Regions from separate parts of the Mus musculus genome. Here region 2 is linked to region 1. Evidence: chromatin contacts called from public Hi-C data. All regions are on one chromosome and are shown on one strand. Each heading gives the region's core, a stretch centred on a gene start, on an enhancer-like site or on the middle of the called end of the contact. The rest is flanking DNA. Distances are from core to core; before and after follow the strand shown.

Region 1 (7,687 bases), core at 2,696-5,195:
TGTACAAATATATATGTATATATTATATATATTTGTATATATGTAAATGAATTAAGAACACATGTCACTAGATAAAATTTTTGTGTGAGTCTGTTTCATGAATATGTTTAGATTAATCCATATACATTGTGTCAATCAATTCTGTGTGCAACTGAGGCCACATATTTGCTAACTAGTGTCAACAACATATGCTTGGTAATGATGTGGACAATGATCATGCCAGAGAAACTACTATCTTGACCTCCATAGGTTGTCAGGTTAACCATCTGAAGGCAGACTCACTCTAAGTGCAAGTCCCACAACATAGAAGGGGTTGAGAATTTACCTTCTGGTTCTATTATACAACAACTATTGCTTTGGTTGGATAAATAGAAGCAGAAATAGAGACTTGCAGATGTGGGTGGCTTACACAGTATTTTAGAATCAGTGTTTGTTTGGGGGTTTGGTTTTTTATTTGTTTGTTTGTTGGATTTTTTTTTTTTTAGCAACTGAGCATTTCCTCTGAATGGTTCCGAAGTCATTGCAGATCATTTCCTCCCTTTCTATTCTTTTATATTCTGCTCCCACCTTTCAATTATTGTGAATATGTAATGATGAAAATAACTACTATAAATAATGCATTGACTTTTTATATCATGTTTCCAACAAAGAGAAAAATTCATGCTGAGCTGCAGGGAGAACCGGGTGGCAGCTGCCGCAGTATCTCACCAGGCTGAGACGAAAGGACTGCTTGGAAAGAAGCAATTTTTTTCTCTCATCTGGAAGGAGTTGGGAGGCAATTGGTACATCAGGCTCCTTCATGTTTCAAGGTCCCCTCTATCACTTAACCCGCCTAGCATGCCTCACTTTCCAAGGCCAATCTCCTGGACAGATGTTTGGGACATCTGGAAATGCCAAGAGCAATCCTGCATTTCTTTTTCTTTAAGGACCATAAGAAGACTGTAGGGGAAACAGCATAGATTCACCCAAGCTCTGACATTATCACTCCTAAGGCAAGACATTAATTTGATAAACAATTTGCTCATTTTATTCTCGATATGGAAGGTTCTAGAAATGACATGGGTTTTGCAATCAAGACTTGAAGTAAAGATTTTGGTTTATTACTTAAGATCTCTTCCACCTCTAGATCTAGAGATTTATCCCAGAACCACTGATATACTTCTCCCACTCACATCATCATTGTGACAGGATCTCACCAAATGGCATGGGCTTACATAGCAATCATAGTCTTCGTGCCTAGCCTCCCTAGTAACTGAGACTAAAGGCAAGTGACAGTGCCCTGATTCACTTGAGTTCATATAGTTTCACTTCTTTCTAAACTTCAAGCAAGCACAGCCAAATATTTCAGTCATTTATTTATCTTCTCATAGTATCTGATTTTGAACATCTAAACAAACTGGGATAATAATAATATGCAGTATAATATTAAATACACATAAAATTACCTATAAAATTAATATGGGCACAAAAAAGGCATATGAGACAAAAATAGAAAACCAGAATGAAGCAAAGAGGAAAGTGTGTCAACTATACAGTTTGATGGCTGCAACAGTCATTCTTTCTTGCCAACTCGTCACACCTGTGCCATAGAAATATAAGTAAATAAATCTTCACTTCCCTACGAATTCCTTTGGGTCCTGGTGTTGCTTACAGTAACCAAAAGCAAACAAGAACATTGGATACATTCTTCAACACATTATAATTTGAAGTTTCTGGAGCCAGAGCATGAAGGCAAAATAGGGTTGAATATATATGGTGGTGAATTTAAGTTACATGACAATATTTATCATTTCTGGACTTCCCAAAGAAATTCAGACCTTCTAAGCTTACAACACACAACTCAGAGGCTCGTATAGTAAATATATTAAAAGCTTTATTCATTGCAAACCATTGTTTTTAATAGCTTCAGTAGAAATTATAAACAGGAGAAAACTCTTACAGGATAAAAACTAACATATACATCTAATTGCATATATTTTCAGACACTCTGGCTGAAACAAGATAGATTTAGTATTTTAACATCTTCAGGAGAAAGCCTCTCTGTGACACACTATTTGCTTTCCTGTCCTTTGGGGAAGATCATATAGAGCATAATTTCATTTTTAGAAGGGATTTGGGAGATCATCGTTCATATCAAGGTCTCTGCAGTGTAGAAGCTTTAGCTATAAAATGTGCATGTAAAAGAACTACGTATCATATGAGGATTGATAAAGAGCTCTGCAACAATGGATCTGACAATTGCTTTCTAGAAAAACAAAACCACCAAAATATGTTTTCTTTTAAACAATTTGACTCTCATAAAGGTGGGATGAAGAATGTACAGCTGTTGACCCCTTAGGCAGTATGACACATCTGGTTCTCTGTAAAAATAATTCGCAAACCTGGAGTTGAAGCAAGCTGACTTTACCCAAGTGACTTTCTCACCCTCCAGACAGCCGTCATATTCACTGTGTCCCTTCCTCCTTGGCACAGTTCAACACCATCTTTTGTTTTGACATTGCAACTCACTCAGTGGTCCACTGGCATATTCCTGTCAGTGTCTCCTTGTCTTTTACTTCATTTACACAGTCTACTGATAACATGTGTGAAGACTGTTCTTCAGTCCTCTAAGATGCTGTTTAAGGACAAAGACTGGTAGCTTACCATGTAGCCTGCCAACCACATAATGACAGCACTTTTAAGGATAGAGGATTTTCATATTTGTCATCTCCTGTGATCCTCACAGCTGCTGTGTACTCATTCTTACCTTTCAATTAAAAAAGATAAATCAGGATTAGAATTCCAGTCCTGCCTCATATTAACCATGGGTTCTTAGATGACTTATTTAATTTTATTGTTGTTTTCTGGAGGTCATATCTCATGTGTAGCCCAGATGACTTGGAAAGGATGAAACCTTCTGTCTATCTCAAGCTTTCTGTCTATCTTTTAACTTGTGCTGGGATTACAGACATGCACCACTATGCGTGGATCAAATTATATAACATCTTCATGAACTAATGAGTTCATCTATAGAACCACAACGAAGTGTCTTCATGAACTAGAGGACATATGTAAAGTGCCTTTGGCAATGTCAGACATATTGTAGGTTCAAAAGACCAGCTGATAATAATTATATTCCTCCAGCTACAAATAGTGTAAACTTCACATTCAAATGCTACAGTGCCATTGAAAGTCAAATCAGTGTCTATTAAAATATTTTCTTCAATCTTATTTTTCCTTAGTAACACTTTGGATCATAACTTGAGTTAGTGGAGAGCATTGGTTTTATTGCGCAGTCTCCAATTCTAAACATTTACCCAGAATAATCCACAAAGCCTTCCAGAATTTATTTTACAGAACTACCAAAAGATGAGTAAACCACCCAAAGGCATGGCTGTTTCCAGCAGTGATTGGTCTGTACTACGTTTTAGCCCATAAATGCACAGCAGCTACCCCACTGCAGGACTGTTAGTTTCAACCCCTAACACTTTCACATAAGAAGCTCTACTGTGAACGCACAGATTCTTTTCTTTGATACATCCCAGAAGCCTCTGGCTATCTTCTAGGTTTCTTTGGATCACAATTGCTTTTCCAGGTTGGTAAACCATTTCCAGGTGATTTTTCTCAAAAAAACAAGCACTCTGGCCACCTCCTAGTTTGCTGATTCTTCATCATTAGCTATGATAATTGTTAACACACTTTACTTTAAACTGCCAGTGAAGGTTTTGGGAAAACGCAGGTCTTATAGAGACCATTTGGTGACATAACCCAGTCTTTTCAGCCCGAGCGAGGTCAGATATGAAGAGAGCTTTGATCTTTTCCCGGACAAATATGTGATTTCTTTGCTGAATGTCACCATTGAACTATTTCGTAAGCTGTTGCATTTAGGTCAGTAGGAGGACCAGATAGAAGGTAAAACTCTTAAGTGTACAGAAGTACCGGCCAGCACTAACCACCCCCACAGCCTGGGTCAAAGAAAACTGTAGCCTAGGCAGATGATAAACTCAAAACACAAGTTCAGTCAGGTCTCAGAGAGGACAGAAACACAGCAGCTAAAACACTGCCCTCTACAAAAGCTGTCCGTGTTGGGCAACCTGTGAGAAGAACAATACACAGGGAACTCTGAGCATTACTTACAATAGCCAGAGATGGCCCAGCTACTATTCCTGTCTTGATATGTTATTTCATAAAGACATGTAAAAACTCACAGGCTGAAAGCCAGTTCATTTAATAAAAAAGGAAAAAATGTTGTCCTTTTTACAGAGGGATCCAGTTTGCTTTTGGTATAACCTCTGCTATCAAATTTAGAATTTGTTTAATTTCAGTAGTTTTTAAAAATAGACTTGGAGAGCTGGGAATATGACTTGCCTAGCATGCTTGGGACCTGACATTCATCCACCAATCACTTTCTGCCTAAAATACTTCTATTTTCACGTATTTGATTTAAAACATGGTTATGATAACCTCTGAAAATAAATCACAAAATGAATTCCTCACTGAGTATCTTGAATCCATTTATGTTTCCAAAAACTGAAGTATAAATTGACGAATACCCTATTTGTACCCACTTTAAATGACATTGATATTTTAATAATAATAAGGAAAGGTTTGTTAAACCCTTTTGATACAAATGCCAGAAGCAATGAGGCACAGTGGAAGGGAAAATTCAACCAAGGATTAAATTACAAATGAGATTAAGAATAAAGTCATAGTAACTGATATAGTTTAGCTAGTTTGATTAATATGAGTTTCTTTTTGAGGAATGCGTTCTTGACTCTCAGGTGGACTTTGGCACTTCATATGTCTCAGACTCACTAAATTTTGTAACTTTCACTTTGAATACCATCAACCATGATATGGTCAAGTGAGAAGAAACAGGAGATCAAGAAGTATGTCATTTTACAAACTGAAAGATTTTAATACATTTTCTTTATTGTCATAACTCTAGTTACAAACAGAATCCGAAAAAGGGAAATGTTTCCTCTCAACCTTAAGCAGGTCTCCATGCACCTAACACCAAACCTCTAGGCCAGTGGTTTTCAACTTTCCTCATGCTGAGACCATTTATTACAGTTCCTCATGTTGTGGTAACACCCCCAACCAGAAAATTATTTTGTTGCTACTTCATAACTGTAATTTTGCTACTTTTATGAATAATAATGTAAATATAGTACATGCAAGATGTCTGATATGTGAACCCTAAAGGGTGGCAACCCACAGATTGAGAAGCACTGCTCTAAGCTTTTGTCCTCTCCTACTGACCCTTTGTAAACAAGGTATACCAGATGTCCCCAGGGTTGCCTCATTTCCATGGGACATATTGGGGTTACAGACAAACAGTCAGCCACAGTCAGGAGCACTCTTTGCTGGAGAACTTCTATGTGAAGTCAGAGGCCAGATAAAAAGGAAAACAGAGGGAAAAGAATAAACAATGTTCAAAGTCAGAGTGTCAGAACGTGGAAGTAGAGATTGGAATTTATTAAAGGACAAAACAAAGATCCAAAGAGAGCAGAGAAAGGAATCAATATGTAGGGCTAGTTTGATGAAAAAAGAAACTATGGCTTTGTTTGTGTGCAGTCAATTCTGTATAATTGCAAAGGCACAACATTAGCCACAAATATCTCTAAAGAGGGAGATAAAATGGAAGTGTCTATGCTAAACTGGAAAGAGACGATAGGATCCCAGGGTGTAAAATCAACTCGATAACAGCTTTGGAGAAATGAAGGAAGAAAAAGACAATGCACATAGACTGAAGAAGTTTAGAGAGAAGATCTAAAGGACTACCAGCAGATTCTTTAAATATCTTATTATGGTGTACATTTGTTCATTTTCTCATTTTAATTGCATTTTTTAATTAATTTTTAAAAAATCAACCAGCCCAATAATGGGTTTTGGTATAACATTTCATTTTTATTTAAATATGTTTTGAGGAATTCACACATGAGCAATGTATTTACACCATTTCCGCTTCTCCCTCTCCATCCCCAGATCCTCTACTATGCCCCTCCCCTTCCAAGTTCATGACTTCTTCTATATCAGGAAGCCTGCTTCCAAAGAACACAGATTCTTGCTCTCTCTGCTGTCACTGATTGTCCGTACTTCTTCATCTGGGGTTGGAGTCTTGTGAAATTTCCCTTATTGAGTCAGCATGTCAAGGAGCGTTGTCACTGTGCAGGTGTTGTTTAGGTAATTGTATTTTAGAGATATGTTTGAGTGCAGCTTCCCTGTTATCTCTAGCAGACACACTCTAGCAGCAGCTATCGAGGGCATGCAGCTCTTACAGTCTTTCACAGTCTTACTCTTTCACAGTGTTCCCTGAGCTCTAGGCATACGGGGGACATTGTGATGCATCAGGTGCAACTCTGAAACTCACGACCGCTTATTCTCTGCATTTTGACATTTTCACAGATATCATATTTACACCCCATTATCCTTTATTTCTTGTAATTCCCTTCTGTTATACACACACACACACACACACACACACACACACACACACACATATATATATATATGAGAGAGAGAGTGGGGGGGTGTTTAGGGCCCTTCCATTTTTATTAGGTGTGTGTGTATGTGTGTGTGTGTAAATGGTAATTTTTTTATTTTACATAGATTCCATTTGTAAGAGAAAACATGTGGTATTTGTCTCTCTGAGTCTAATTTATTTCACTTAACATGATAATCTCCATTTTCATCTATTCCCTGAAAGAAAGATGACATGATTTAATTCTCTTCTATGATAAAATAAACCATCCATTCACCTGTGGGTAGGTAGCCTGGCTCACTCCATTTCTTTATTATTGTGAATGATGCCATAATAAACATGGATGTGCACAGATCCTTATCATATGCTTAGATTCATTTGTGCACATACACATTGTTCTGTGTATTAAATATTGTAACAAATCAAAGAATATAAATAATGAACAAGGCTGAAAGCTAATGTACAGATCTAAAATATGTATGCAAAAGGGGAATTTGTATAAAAATAATAATAAAGATCCATATTTAAAATAAATGAATGGACCAGAAAATATACTGACATAGAACTGAGAGAAATATTTTGTTGATGCTGTTGGTGGTAGTATTGACATTTGGTCTTGGTATATCACCTGGGCTGGAGTCTTTCAACTGCTACTCATATGTTTCTCCCATTTCAGCTTCCCCAATAGCTGCTACTATACTTGCACGCTTCTTGGCCTAAGTGTTGGTATTCTAATGAGAGTAATCATCCCATTCTAGAAAGAGCCCCCTTCTAGCAATTCTTTGTTGCAGTCTTGTGCGTGATTTGCCGAGAGCTTTCATCTCCCCAATCCTCCTGAAATGCTGCCTATAATTTGTTCTTTTAGAGCCTTTCATTTATTAAAAAGAAACATTGACATGAGTTGACACATCTGCATGGCTGTCACATTCTCACTTCACATGGGGAAAGTGGCCAATAGCTGGAGAAATGGAGCTAGCTGTGGGAGAAACGGAAATGATTTTCACAGGGTGCAGGCAAACCCACCTGAAGTAGTAGTTCCTAAATGGTAGAGTTGGAAGCATAAGAACTTGGCATCAGATCAAGGAGAGAAGCTTGAGCAGGGGCTGGAGAGATGGCACAGTAGTTAAGAGTTCTGGCTGCGTTTCCAGAGGAACGTGCTCAGTTCCCAACAACCACAAGTCAGCTCGCAACTGTAATTCCAATCCCAGGAGGTACAGGCAAAGC
Region 2 (7,687 bases), core at 3,652-6,151, 140 kb before region 1:
ATCACATGCCCTATCCAGAAAACCACTGCCTGTGCTTATGGGGGCAAGTGTTTTCTCCTCAAGTTCTAATGTTTCAGATTTTAAGTGTATGACTTTGATCCATTTTGGATTGATCTTGTGAGACTCAAAAAGAGGACACTCTCATTTCTTTTTTCTAAAACTGTCCCACTGCATTAATTGGTTAATGAATAGAAGGAACATAAGAACACTCCCAAACGCATTCTGTGAAGAAAAAAGCAAAAGTCACACACATCAAAACACCCCCAACACTACAGGCAAACTTTCCTGACGAACATAAATGCAATTTTTTCAACAAAACACCTAAAAACTAAATTTAAGAATATACTTAAAAGATCTTATTTGCTTGTTAAGCTAACACGGGCAAGGCAGATGCAGCTCGATACTCGGGAGTTCTGTGCTAGACAGGGCTACATAGGGAGATGCTATCTCAAACAAAAATCATACTCATGACCAAGTCAAGCTCCTCACAAATATGTAAGTATGGTGTAACATACCCAAAGCAATAAATGTAATGGACCGCATCAATAGGATTAAGGACAACAACTATATAACAATTTCAACAAGATGTGAAGAAAAGGTGTTTGACAAAATTCAGCATGACTTCATGATGCAAATATTGAAGAAAATTCAGTGGGTTTTTTCCATTTTCATACACTTGCCAGGGGAAGGTCCTCAATGCAGTGTTCACACATGGGTTTATTCATGGTATAAGAAAATAAAAATAAGTTAAAGGGTTGTTGTTGTTGTTGTTGTTGTTTTGAGACTAGCATACATGAGAACTTTATTTGCATCACTTTCCTGCCTCCTCCCCCTCCAACCAACCAACTATACCATTGTGATACTCAGAAATCCTTCTCAAATGCATGACTCTGCCACACTGCTGCTGCTGGTGTTGCTGGTGTTAATGTGGTTCTTGTTGTTGTTGCTGGTGGTGGTGGTGGTGGTGTTCCTGGTGTTGCTGTTGCGGTTGGTGGTGTGTGTGTAAATAAACTCTTCATCCATTTGGTATTACTCCTATGTGTATTATGTTTAGGACTGACACTTATGGTTAGATACGTCATCCAGAGGCTTGTCTCTAGAGAAGAGTGAAGCTTGCTCTCTCAGGAGTCATTAGTTGCACCTCAGCTGAGGGTGAAGCTTGGGAGAGTTCCCCATCCATGTTTGAATGTTAATTGGTATTCTCCCTTGGTCATATCTTATTTAGGCAAGCACATTTTTGTGATTTCATAGGTCTAACTTGCCAGAGATATATAGAAGACACAATCGCAAGGCAGATGTCACGACCTTCTGATTCTTGAGATCTTTCTGTAATATTTCCCAAGCTATAAGTGCAGGGGTGGTACATCAGATGAAAAATCAGAGTTTTGTGCCCTCTAGATAACCTCTCATCAGACTCTGAAGACAGTAAGCGATGGTATACACACCTAAATTTCAAAACTTATTGATGTCAGCTACTTGTCTGAGATGTAGATGTTCAAAATGCTTTGTGTGCTAGTTACTTCTCTTGTCACTGAAACAACATACGTGAAAAAAAGCAACTTAAGGAAGCAGAGCGTCATTCTGATTCATTGCTTCAGAGGACAGGGCAGGCCTGGTAGCCAAGGCAGCTCTATTAGTGCTAAGGGATTGCGGTATGACCCTTCACATGTTACACTTGGATACAGAGCCAGATTAAAACCAGAGGTGAACACAATCTTTAAGGACCTACGTTTATCAGCCTAGATCTGCCAACTGGACTCCACATCCTAAAGGGTTGACAATCTCCCAAAACAGCAATATTTGCAGACCAAATATTCAAACACACAAACTCAAAGGACATCAAACTCAGCCCAAAGAATTGGTATTTTTCTAGTTCTTCCTAGTTTGAATCATTCTTGCTAATTTGTGCACCTGTCGGCCCCCTCCCTCCCCCCAACATGTCTCTGAAAACACATACATCCAGTCAGGAATGTCTGCTGCAGACACACTCAAGCATCCACTCCCTCCCCAGGAACCCCTTGCTTCTCCTTTGTGCCCATTAGAAACTACCTGGTCCTTTAATGCCCTGCCCTCCTCACTGGAGCATTTACTGTGCTGTCTTGGCAGTGGCGCAGATTAACCTCTGGGTCTGCGCTCTGCTTTACTACCTAAGTGTGGACAGCTCAAGTTCGTCTTTGGTCCTTTGAGGCTCTGACTTTGCTTGGTGAGGATGACCCCGAGCCCTCTCCTCTCCGCACACAGCAAGGCTTTGGAGCATCCACATTTACCTCTGACCTCCCACTCACATCTGTGTCTCGTGCTAACCAGAACCTTCCTCTTCTTCCTTTAGTAGGCTGGTTAATGCCTAACCCATGAATAACTAATCTACCTGCACTTCAAGGGAGTATGGTTTTTCCAAGCTGGCTTGGAGGAGTTTCTCCAGAAAAAGCCCTGGAGTTTGAGTGATCTGAGACACATTTTAATGATATAAAATTTAATTGATTTAAAACTCTAAACCACTTAAGACAAAAATAAGCCATGCAGGTCTTCCTTTCTCCAAGGACCTCAGTCCTACACAGTAAGAAAGCTTAGATCCAGTGCTTTTAAGGAAGCTCTGCTCCATGAAAGACTACATTGCAAAATAACCCAAATAAGTTTGCTTGTTTTCCATTAAATCAGAGGGACAGTACTAAGACAAGGTGTTCTCACTATGGGTGCAATCAATGAAGCATCCTTTCTCACACTGTCCCTGACTTGTTAGATGGACCACGGGATGCCCTGTAGGCAGGGCCTGAACTATAAAGTCTGCTATATTTGTTTTCAGAACAAATGTTTAAAATGTTCACTTTCCAGCAGTTTATGGAGGTACAAACACTAAATGGGGGGGGGGGGGGAATCTGAGTATGTAAAAAAAAAAACGCAGTGCCTAAAACTCTCCAGAAGTACTTAGAATGGCAGGGCTTTTAACCAATGAAATGTAAGATTAAAGGCACACATTGTTACCATTCAGCAAATAATAAGAAGCAGGTATAAGTATGACATCACTGAAAGCTGCTCTCATTGGCCATCTCTCTGTGTGCCGTTACTGTTCTATTTGTGGAAGCAGCAGCCTTATTCAAATTAACCTTTCCACACAGTGGGGGCGGGGTGAGTAATACACTCTGCAGTACTTCCCCTGAAGGTGATGTGCTCTTGCCTTCAGCGTACACTGCCTCTGAGCAGGCAAAATAAAAATAAATTCAGCTGTGGCAGGGCTTCAGAGAGAGCCGCTGCTGGAATTAGATCAGGTCAGCTGAAGGAATCTGTGCCTGAGTTACAACAAATTTCTGAATTTTCTCTTTGCTCGATCTCGTTCCTGCCCTGTTATTTCCCCATGTCTCATTCCTGTCCTCAACTGGCTGCAGAGACTAAACTTGGTAGGCCTCCAACGGATCACTGGAGGGAGCAATGTCTTTGAATACAAATGTCTCTGTCCTGCGCTGTGTGGGGGTCTAGCAGACAGGTCACATTAACAGATGGTTTTCTGAAATTGTAGAAATCCTCAGGAGAACGGGTCTGATGAGATAATTTAATCACATTTACTGTAGGCTGAGGGACTGTCATTCTGTATCCTGTGACAGTTATGTAAGCCGGGGCCTCTAGCTACATTCGTGACATAGGGGAGGCTCTGCTCTGCCTTTCGCTCTTAGAACTTTCCCTCAGCTTTGCAGGAAAAAAGTCCAGCATCAAGGCAAGGTTCTTGATCTTATCAGTGGCCCTTCTTAGTCTCAAGAACTTTGCAGTTTGGCCAGAATAAATGGTTATAGGTCCTGGTCCTTTTTATTTGGGCCTCATCACACTCCTGTCTTCTTGTTCCTTGTGATCTTTGAAGGTCTGTCATCATGTACTTCTGAACTCCACCTTGAAGAATATTGGCTTCAGCCATGGTATGTCTTCAGTGTTTATAGACATCTCTTTCACGGCCTTGCCCACCACCTCTTTCCTTACCCTCAACTCTTCTCTGCTTGTCAAAGTCAAATCCGAAATGCAAGTGAGCAACACCACAGAGACAGGAAGTTTGGCAAAGGGAGTTGGATTTCAGGTCAGAGCACAAGTTGGCTCATGCCAAAAGTTCCCTACCATCATTTAGTGAAAGGGATGATAACCTTACAGCGGTACTGAAGGATACCTCCTTTAACCGGTGCTGGAACCCGAGAGTACAGTCCATGAAGACTCATTAAAAAAAGATAATAAAAATCGAGTAAAATATTAAAGAAAACACGTGTTAGAAACAGCACTGGTGGTTGGGGTATATTTTTATTTACTCACAACCCAGCCCCATCTATGTTTATTTTCTTTTATTCAATTTATTTTATTTTATTTTGTTTCCATGTTATTATTAGCTCCTTTAAATGTATCTGGATGCTGTAGCTGCGGCTGGGTTCTGAAGAACACATCCAAGATTCAGAAAGTAGCTTGTGTGCTGACGACTACGGCAAAACGTGTTCCTATGTTGTTTCTTAAAGGGGCTCAATAATATAGAAGGTTGAATACTGAGGATGCTGGGAAATTTGTTGGCCAGTGGAAAGTAGGTGCTACAGACAGACAGATGGACAGATGGACAGACAGGCGGACAATCAGACAGCCAGACAGGGGAACAAAAAGGATGCGACACAGGTTCCAAGTCCTTCCACTCTAGTGCTCAGAGCCCCTTCCTGCCACACCCTGCAGCTCACTGCCACCAAGAGTCATGTTGAGCTACTTTCTTCTGACAATACAGGAGTCTAGACAGATTAGCAGAGCTTTGGGTGCCTCTATACCCACGGGCATTAGGTTTCTTAACTTTCATTTCTTGACTCTGCCCCTTTCCTGTCTAGCCCTACCCAGACCTTCCTTTGAAATCAGACCATTTCTGGGCACACCTAGCCAGCCACCCCCACTGAGAGGAGCTCCGGAGGCTGCCTTTTGACCTGGCACTGCACCTGGTTCCAGCTCCTGGTGCCTGAGAGCCGCATTGTTCCTGGGTTAAATGAAGTTTTGGGGAAATGACTTTCAGATGTGAGCATCCCCCTCTGGGGCTGGCTTACCCTCCTGCGCTGCCTCCCTGACGTTTGGAATCCCATAAAAAAAATCATCTTTGTTTGGCTCGGGATGAAAAAAAAAAGACTCATGAGATAACATCTTAGATGACATGGGCTGACAAAATCCGAAATACTTCATATTGTGACCACCACCGAATAACTTAATTACTGCCTTTTTCTTGCGCTTACCTTTTTAGTTTGCTTCTTATGTGGTAACTCTCCCATCCCCGGGGTTATTTTAGTCAGTGGCCACAAATTACTGTGACTTTCTTTATCTGAACTCTGATCAGAAAACTGCCTAGTTCTCCTCAGTGTGTTGGGTGGATGGTGCTTTTTTTCCCCTCTCCTCTCCCCTCCCCTTCAAACCAGAAAAGTAGCTGCTGAAAGCTGAACGGTTGCCATGACAACCTCTTGGCAGCTTCCTAGGCGAGTAACAGTGTTGATTTCCCCCGGCGGGTGGGAGGGGGTGGAGCTCTAAGGAGGTAAAGAAAGGTTACTGTGCACTTAGTTAATATGCAAAACCACTTACACAGTGCTGGGTGAGCAATGAATAAGTGCAAACAAAGCCACGCTTGATCAGCTAACATGGACTTTGCACACAAGTACATCTGTCCAAGGATGCAGATGTTGGCTCAGAGGGAAATTTTGCCATTGGACAGGAAAGGACAGAAGAGGTCACACTCCAAGAGGTTAAACAGGATTTCTGTAGTGGTTGGAGAGTGTGGATGAAGTAAAGAAAGCAGGGTTTTAATTGCCTTTTTCCTTTTTTTTTTTTCCTCTTTGTTCAAAGAAAAACATAACGCTCTGAATTGCAGGATGGTGTTTTCCCTGAAAATCTAACACACTGAAGTTCAAGTTTGCATCAATTAAACTCTATGTAAGATAAACCAATATGTTCAGATATACGCAAGTATAGCATAATTTGGTTTGTGCTTGAACAAAACATACGGCTGAATGGCATCGTTCACCCCAGAGTTTACAGACAAAGAAGCAGTTTAGTAACTTAGGGCTGGGGGGGGGGGGGGGTTGCCGAATGTTGAAATTTTCTCTGTCTCTCTCTGTCTTTCCATTTCTCTGTCAGTGTCTCTGCCTCCTTTCCCTTTCTCCCTCTCCCTCTCCTTCTCCCTCCCTTCTCACCCCAGCACTCTTTTCCATGCCTTGCTTTGGTAGCTTCTTGTTTGATTCCTGGGGCCTAGGCAGAGGAACTCAGGAACCGTGAGAATAGGCTACACGGGCGAGGGTCACCTGCATGAGAGCAGACTGGCTGGACACTGAGGAGGCAGCAATGGGCCCCCCACCTCCTGGCCAGCAGTTTTGTGTGGAAGAGGCAGGTTGAGGGAAGGGTGCAGCAGGAGCAGAGGTCTGCCCAGCAGGTGTCACTAGGGATTTAAAGCTTACCAGACCTTTGGGACTAAGGCTAAGAAGTGGCCACGTAGTGATTAATGAAGCTTCCTTTCAAATAATTTTGAGAGACAATATGTGTGTTCTCCTTCTAAGGGAAATTAGAAATGAAAGCTAAAGCTTGCCTGCAGAGGAAGAGATTCTGGACCATAATTTCAAGGCTCTTATCTCCATTTATGAGTCTCCATTCCAAATACCAGAAGTCAGGAATAGAAAACTCAGCAAAGTTCATGGAGTCCAGGAGTGGGGAAATACTCATGGCAAGCCAAAGCAAATACAATGAGGTATTATTTATTCTGATGCTTCCAGACTAGGTCAGCCTCCTGCCTAAACACATAGATGCTGACTTTGTCGGGGTTAAGATCGCACTCAGAAACTACAAATTTCCTGAGAGCCTCAGTATAAATTAAGTCAGCTCATATTTTATCATTGCTTAATACTTCTTTTTTTTGACAAAGCTATATGAAGTCTGAATTTCACTTTTTAGAAAACTGTGTTGATATTATTAACTTTCTAAGTTATACATCTAGAAAATGTGACTATATGTATAAACATATATAACACATATACATATAAGTTATAAATATTACACACATACACACTTTTCTCTCTCTCTCTCTCTCTCTATCTCACACACACACACACTCAAACACACACACACACACATACACACACACACACACACACACACACACACACACACTTTCTTCCCTAAGAGTTAAGGTTTAGATCTTCAGAAGACTCCCTGAATACTTTTACTGCTCTCAACTTTGCTTTGTCTTCCTGAGAGTCCAGTGTTTACCATTTTCATCATGACTTCAGTAGACTTTCTACCAGACTTTTCTTACATTGTTGCACATAGTGGCCCTCTACCTTGCATTGATCATTGTAGAGGTTTAACATCCATACTGAAGACATTGCTTCATTCCTACTTTAGGACATACTTGTATATAGCGTGGAAAGGAACCGGAAAGGAAGCATCAAGAGCTGGCCTGGCTTCCCCAGCATTCAGCTTCTTAAGATGAGCTCATTCATCTTGCTTATCCTTGGTTGTCTGGGGGCGAGTAGAAAGAGCTGGCAGAGAAGTAGTTGGAGTGGCAGGATTCTAAGCTTGTATGGCCATAGGTGGCCTTCCTGTGCCTGTGAAGATGCAGAAGCAGAAGAGAGGCAGAGTAAAAACCCAGGAAATGAGAGCCTCTGGACAAAGGTGGAAATGGCCAGGGTGCAGGGTGCGCTCAGAGGGCACC

What was found. Hi-C and Micro-C count contacts between places; a contact is called where the count stands out from the background.
Region 2: a Hi-C map of liver shows a contact between it and region 1, with 5 times the contacts expected there. The contact joins two enhancer-like sites. A contact is called at or near these places in 2 of 39 promoter capture datasets (both in liver), 7 of 484 Hi-C or Micro-C datasets (embryonic stem cells and liver) and 3 of 115 datasets of contacts at active chromatin or transcription factors (embryonic stem cells and liver).

Annotation. Positions count from the first base shown.
Region 1 is chr14:100,320,714-100,328,400 of GRCm38.p6, reverse strand. No RefSeq gene overlaps it. Among named protein-coding and RNA genes, the nearest start is that of Gm41231, 39 kb to the right of the region's middle. Within about 2 kb of position 3,945, at least 5 of the 459 cell types and tissues checked have an H3K27ac peak or open chromatin away from gene starts, as enhancers often do. A contact at or near this core is called in liver, where this site is marked.
Region 2 is chr14:100,457,080-100,464,766 of GRCm38.p6, reverse strand. Gm34199 (a long non-coding RNA gene) reads right to left here. Exons shown (of 6, transcript XR_003951137.1): 5 at 7,385-7,580. Among named protein-coding and RNA genes, the nearest start is that of Gm26367, 42 kb to the right of the region's middle. Within about 2 kb of position 4,901, at least 157 of the 459 cell types and tissues checked have an H3K27ac peak or open chromatin away from gene starts, as enhancers often do. A contact at or near this core is called in liver, where this site is marked.